Regions from separate parts of the Astyanax mexicanus genome. Here region 2 is linked to region 1. A link is a contact called in public Hi-C data. All regions are on one chromosome and are shown on one strand. Each heading gives the region's core, a stretch centred on a gene start, on an enhancer-like site or on the middle of the called end of the contact. The rest is flanking DNA. Distances are from core to core; before and after follow the strand shown.

The links. A called contact is a pair of places that touch in the nucleus more often than the background predicts.
Region 2: a contact with region 1 is called in a Hi-C map of blood, with 2.4 times the contacts expected there. The contact joins the promoter of tex55 here to the enhancer-like site in region 1. A contact is called at or near these places in 3 of 3 Hi-C or Micro-C datasets (blood and muscle).

Annotation. Positions count from the first base shown.
Region 1 is chr1:3,277,751-3,281,323 of AstMex3_surface, forward strand. No RefSeq gene overlaps it. Among protein-coding and RNA genes, the nearest start is that of LOC111191413, 20 kb to the right of the region's middle. Within about 2 kb of position 1,996, the one cell type or tissue checked has an H3K27ac peak away from gene starts, as active enhancers do.
Region 2 is chr1:3,333,979-3,337,551 of AstMex3_surface, forward strand. It overlaps tex55 (testis expressed 55), which reads left to right and starts at 1,534. Exons shown (of 4, transcript XM_022666397.2): 1 at 1,534-1,777; 2 at 1,991-2,111. The coding sequence starts at 1,653.

The DNA of each region.
Region 1 (3,573 bases), core at 746-3,245:
AGAATAAAAAGTCAAACAATAAGGACATTTCCAATACACTGTAACCCCGCTCGGTATAATGAACGCTCCGTCTGCGGCTATAATATCAGAACTGTGGCATTTAGAGACACTTTAAACCCTGTGTTCTTTACAAACTAGATTAATCTGAATTATAGAGATGGACAAAAATGAGGACATCAAGATTTAGATTGTCGTGTTTTTAATTTGTGAAAAAAATCAGAAAACACACTGCAAAAACATCCAATGGCAAAAACCTAAAATGTAAAGGAAATGAAAGCAATAGATTCTGCAAAATAATTTCTAAAAATCCAAAGTCTTAAAATGAGCGAAGTAAGACTTAAATGAAGCAAAATCTTAAAAGCTTAATTCTTATTAAAATAAGATGCAAACTCTACCTTAGGCTGATTATGATCACTATTCCTAAAATAAGCAAAACAATCTTACAAAAACAAGTAATATTCTTATCAGAGAACAAAATAACATGTATTGCCTAGAAATTAGATAATTTTACTTGCTAAGATTTTGCTTTTTTGCAGTGTAAAATCGGTTCACATTCTTTTCACTAATTTATTGGCTAAAAAACGGTTACAAACAGGAAAGCTGTGATATTTGGAAAACAAAAGTATTTAGCTGAAAATGTAAAAAAAATAATAATAACTTTCAAAAATATGCAGTTTAAAAAGTCTCAAAATGAGCAAAGTAAGACAAAAATCAAGCATAATCTTAAAAGCTTAATTTAAACACAAGAATCAGAAACACTTTACTGGTGACTTTTTGTTGCTCATTTCAAGTTTAAAATAAGATGCAGATTCTATGTAAGGCTGATTTTGATCATTATTCTTAAAATAAGCAAAGCAAACAAAACAAAACTCCTCATCAGAGAAAAGATAAGATGTATGGACTAGAAATTAGATCATTTTACTCACTGTTTTTTGCAGTGCAAAATGGGTTCACATTCTTACTTTTTTTTTGGCTGAATCCCAGTTCCAAATAGGAAAGCACTGAATATTTGGCAAATAAAAGTAAGGGTTTGAGGCATTCAGTTAGCATCATGCTAATACAGAGAGGTATTTTTTTAGGGATATCCTGCAAAAATGAACAAATCAAGAGCCAAACAAGCCGACATTTAGGGCAGGAATGGGTTAAAATGGGTTTTTGTACATGTGATTTTTTTTTGGCCAAACTAAGAAAGCTTCATTCGGACACAATAATCAGAGTAACTTGATTGGTCATTTTTTTTGTTGTTGCTTATTTCAAGTTTAAATGACTTAAAATAAGATGCAAATTCATAAGTAAGGTTGATGATGATTATTATTCTTAAATTAAACAAAATGATCAGGGAAAAAATAAGATGTATTGGCTAGAAATTAGATTGCTTTAAATTTTAAATTTAGTTTTTTGCAGTGCAAACTTGGTTCACAATTTTATATATATTTTTGGCTAAATCCCAGTTCCAAATAGGAAAGCAAACAAAAGTATTATGCTGAAAACGCCACGGGTTTGAGGCATTTGTCATTTCTCATTATTAGCATCGTGCTAATACAGAGGGGTATTTTTATGGATATCCTGCTAAAATTAGCAAAAGAGGTGCCAAACAAGCCAACATTTAGGGCAGGAAAGGGTTAAAATGGGTTATGGTACATCTGATTTTTTGGTCAAACGATCACTTTAATGCTTTACTGCTGTAACGCCTCGCAACGAACTTTCTCCAGGCTGTTTTGTTTGTTAGCGCTGAATGCTAAGCGCTAAGCATGTTTGATAACAGGCTGGTAAAAGTGTGTGAAAGGGCAAGAGTCCAAACTACCAACCGGTGCCACTTCCCACAGAACCGTACAGCCGCTGTTGCCAGGGGAAAGACATTTTCTGGCTTTTTCTATTTCTAAATCTCTGTTCTATTTCTATTCTACTTCTATTTTCTATTTCTATTCCTGGTACCTGGCTGGTATGTGTGTGTTTAGCCAACCGTCGCCAAACGGCAGGACAGGTTAAACAGCTTTCGGCTGCTTCAGATTCAGCCTGTGCCAGCTGCCAACTCTAAAGCCTGGTTATTAACGAGCGTCCTGATAGAAGCTTCTTTCTTTCTTCTTCTTTCTTTCTGTCTTTTCTCTCTCTTTCTTTTTTCATGTTTTTCTTTTTTTTCTCCTTTTTTCCCTCTCTGTCTCCTTTTATTGCTTGCCTGAGATCCCGCTCTCTCTCTCTCTCTCTTTATTTTTCTCTCTCTCTTTTTCTTTTTTCTTCTCGTCTTCTTCGTGGGTGAACACGTTTCAGCCGAGTTCAGCCCCCGTCCCTTTTTTCCAAAATGGAGGACATCCTATCTTTCTTTCTGTCTCTCTGTCTGTTTCTGTCTCCTCGGTTCAGTGTTTGTATTTTTTTTTTTTCCTACAATCAGTAAATAAATTGTATATATTTAGAAACATATAAACATAAGGAATCATGTAGTAACTTAAAAACTGTGTTAAAAAAAATGTACAGAAGCATTTAGATAGGTGCTCTTATCTGTGTTGCTCTGCTCAACTTATCCCTCCCAGCCTGGGGCAATACTGATTAGTGCCATTTCCATCACTGTCACGTTTTTTAACGGTCGTTGCGGCCACTGCACTGCACTTGAGAATACTTATTATTCATAATTTTCATAATTTTTAAACTTGAGCCAACCACTGCCAAACTAAATTTACTTAAAACACTAAAGACACTAAAATCAAACTTTTAGCTTTCTACAGTCAGTAAATGTTGATTTTCCAGGAACAATTCAAACTGTTCTTCTAACTTTCTCTGTTAGGGATTAGTCCAAAAACAAACTTTTAGCTTTCTATAACCTTTTTTTAAAAACTGTTCTTCTAAACGTTCTCTCTCAGCTAACAAAAGTTACTTCAAACACTTTAGACACTAAAATCAAACTTTTAGCTTTCTACAGTCAGCAAATGTTAACTTTCCTGATACCTTTTAAATAGGATCCTTGCCATTTGAGATCAGAATGACCTAATTGGTCCAAAATCAAACTTTTAGCTTTTTACACTCTGTAAATGTTAACTTTCCTGGAACCTTTTTTTAAAACGTTTCTTCTAAACGTTCTTCTAATGTTCTCTGTTAGCTAACAAAATTTACTTCAAACACTATAGACACTGAAATCAAACTTTTAGCTTTCTACAGTCAACAAAAGTTAACTTTCCTGGAAGCTTTTAAAAAGTATTCTTGCCATTTGGGATCAAAGGGACCTAATTAATCAAAAAATAAACTTTTAGCTTTTTATAGTTAGTAAATGTTAACTTCCCTGGAACTTTTTTCAATATGATCCTTGCCATTTTGGATTAGAAGGACCTAATTAGTCCAAAATCAAACTTTTAGCTTTCTTCAGTCAGTAAAAGTTAACTTTCCAGGAACCTTTTTTAAAAAACTGTTCTTCTAAATGTCCTTCTAAATATTCTCTGTTAGCTGAGACATCCTGAGCCAACCCTTGTCCAACTAACTTTACTTAAAACACTACAGACACTAAAATCAAACATTGAGCTTTCTACAGTTCACTTTCCTGGAACCTTTTAAGAATGATCCTTGTCATTTGGGATCAGAATGTCC
Region 2 (3,573 bases), core at 284-2,783, 56 kb after region 1:
GCCGTGATGTCAGCTGAGGACGACCGGCAACCCAGAAACGCCGGGTTTTCGCTCCGCTTCCCCGCCCGCCTGTAACCGCGCGCACGTTTTACAGCAAAATGCGGCAGAAAGAAACCCCAAAATAATCGGCTGATATAAAATAAATTACTAATATATAGGAAAAATAATATAAAAAATTTAAAAAGACAAAAAACTTGTTTATTTGTTTTGTTTATTTTATGATATATGTATTAATTTATTTTTTTTATTAGCGATATTACATTATAATATAACTAATCATTATCATTCTATATTTCTGTTCCTAGTTTAGATATGAATTATGAACTGCAATTCTGCTTTGTTATTATTAATTAATTGTCTATTATGTTATATATTATCACGTTGACCTACATTACCGCAAAACAATGTTTATACGACTCTATAACGCTTCCACATTATTAAGCGCGTATAATTTTATACAATTTAAAAGAAAACCCTCATAAAGTGCGACGGGACGTTTCAGTCGGATTAGCGCTGCCTAAACCGAGCAGTGGTGTTCATGTTTTTTCAACACCCGTTTACAGTCCAAGCCCCGCCCATCTCAACCTGCGATTGGATATTGATCGTCCTGAAGTGCGGTCAGCCCCGCCCCACCTTTCATGATTTTTCTCATAAGCCACGCACGACTTGCTTTTAATTTTTGTATGTATCATGATAAATAGCCTATTTTAATCGACCGTTTTTACATTATATACAAAACACACTACATTCTGTATGCATACATTTTATATAAAATGCTTAGCTTATTATGTTGACACGTTGACCTACATTATTACAAAACAGTGTTTTTTTCACAAGTTCATTATTTTTTAACATTATTAGGCGCTAGTATCAAGTATCAGCGCTGGGACGTTGTGGATGTTGGTGGAGGTTAAAAGGCAAGGCCAGGCAAGTTTATTCATATAGTACTTTTCATACAACAGTCATTCTAAGTGCTTTAAAGATGAAAAAATACTAAGAAAAGACGAATTAAAAAACAATAAAAATGAAAATAAAATATAATATAAGAATAAAACATGAAAAGGAGTTAATTTTCAAACTATACAAAATGATTATACTTAAATTATTAGTATATAGATTATAATTAAAACTTGATAAAAAAAAACAACAATCGCTACTCCTAGTTACATACAGCTTTTTGAAAAAATCATACATTACATACATTAATAATATTAAATGAAAAAAAAATCCTCATGAAGTACGACGGAACGTTTTCCACCACCGCATTAAACCGCGTATAGTTATAGAGTTAATTTTTAATAACATCCGTTTTCCGATCAAGCCCCGCCCCTCTCCCTGTCCCTATTGGTTGCTCTGTAATCCTGATGCGCAGTTAGCTCCGCCCCGCCCGCCCCGTCCCTCACGTTCATCTTTTTTTTTTCATACTTTAGAACGAAGGGCTGCTCGTGATGAACGTAACAGCCAATCCCAGCGCAGGGGGCTCGTAGCGACGAACCAATCGCAGCGAGATGTGGGCGGGGCTTGTGAGAATACGAGAGGGGTGAAGGAAAAAAAAAAACAGTGGTCCAAATTCAGTCGCTGCCATTGTGTCTCATAACAGAAAATGACGTCACCCCCCGAGTCTCTCGCGTGCGGTTGCCAGGGGTTACGGGATGACTTTTCAGACGTTAAAACAAACCCCTCAAAGCCAAACTGAGGATACTGACCGAGTTACGCACTTTTTCTTACGAGTTTTTGCGTTTAATTCAGACTTAAACTCAGAACAGTCCTCTAAAAGGTAGGGTAGTGTAGTTGGTAGAGTGTTTTTGTTTCGTTTCTTAGGTTTGTTAGTTTAGTTAAAATTTTTCCCAAGCAAATTAAAATTTATTTTAGCTGGGAAATTAGAGGAAATTGTAATTTCTTCACAAGAAAGGTTTTTTTTAATTATTATTTATATTTCTTTCTTCATTTCACAGACAAAAGATCTCTCTCTTTTTTTTTACTTTCTGAGCATGGAGGACTCAGACACAACAGAAACAGTGCGAACGGCCCGACCCACCCAGGCCCATGTGGACCCTTATCAGAGCTCTGTAAGATATTTGGAAAGCCATAACATCCTTCAGATATTCCAGGTAAGAAAATACATTTATTTCATCTTATTATTTATTATTATAGTGATATTAGTTAGCATGGTGATGATCAGTTTAATACAAATGAAGTAACACACAAAGAATAAGTAAAAAATAAATAAGTACAGATTTGTTCTGAAAAGAGTAAAAAGCTTGTTGCTAGATAGATAGATAGATAGATAGATAGATACTTTATTGATCATGTAGGAAATTAAGCAATATTTATATTATATATATATATATATATGTACAATAGAGTACCTTTCAGTGAAAGACTTCTAAATATCTCATGAATATGTGTCAAAAACATGATCATCCAAAACTGTCTGGTTTTCATATGGAAAATGTATAAATCAAATATATACATAAATATATTGTTTATTCGTACAGTGAAACAGAATACCGAATGTACCTTTTAGCTGCTTAAATGGTACAAATCTTTGTTTCCTGCTGTTATAAAAAGACTTTCTACTTCAGAGGAAACATATTTGACCCTATAAAAACAATATTATACCTTTGAGAGTACAAGTATGAAAAGTGTACTTTTAAGTACAAGAAATACTTATATGGTACTTCTGTTTTTTAGTGTGTAACATCTCAAATTTCCAGCCCTATCCTGTTACGTTACAACATTTGTCTTCTTAACCCTTTCAGACCTGAATTATGTGCCAGTGATGGAAAAATATGAATTTAATAATAATAATAATGTTAAATAATAAAGTTTTCTGTCTGTAATGCACACAAAGGAAGACTCTAATATTATGATTATGATGTAAAATCTATATTAACATTTAATTCACTTAACTAAAATAACTAAACTAGTGTTTTCTATGTCTACTGTCTATTCTATCTATTTTAATTAGCCTCTTTGGCTTTTTGGCAGAGTTAACCTATTGTTTAATTGGCTTATAAACTTTTTTATCGGCTCATTTATCTCATATTATATTATCTGTTCTGATTAACAACACGTCTCAATTAGTGTTCTGTGCAAGAAAACACTCGAAAACAAAAATATATATAAAAGGGTTAATCCATAAGTATCGGGACAACAATGCATAGCTATAGAAGAGTATATTTATTAAACAGTATATACTCTTAAGTCTTTATAATTATTGTTCTGATTGAAGTGTATACTCAGAGTTTATACCCAACAGTTCTGATCCTGGAATTGATAATGTCTTAACGTGATAAAATACTATTATATTATTTTAATGCACAATATTTGCAAAACTATGGTTTAGAATTAGTGTCTATAATCATTCGGAGCTTCTAGAGGCATTACAAGTAGCCACTTTATATCAGAGCAAAAAAGAAACACACTGTTTTTAACCTAGTTGATGTAAGTTTTATTTTTAATGGCTTTATTTTTCTAATCTCTTCACACTAAAATTCAAAGGTACACTTTTGATAATTGTTCCCTAAAAGGTATAATATTGGTCTTAACAGGGACAGATTTGTATAAAGT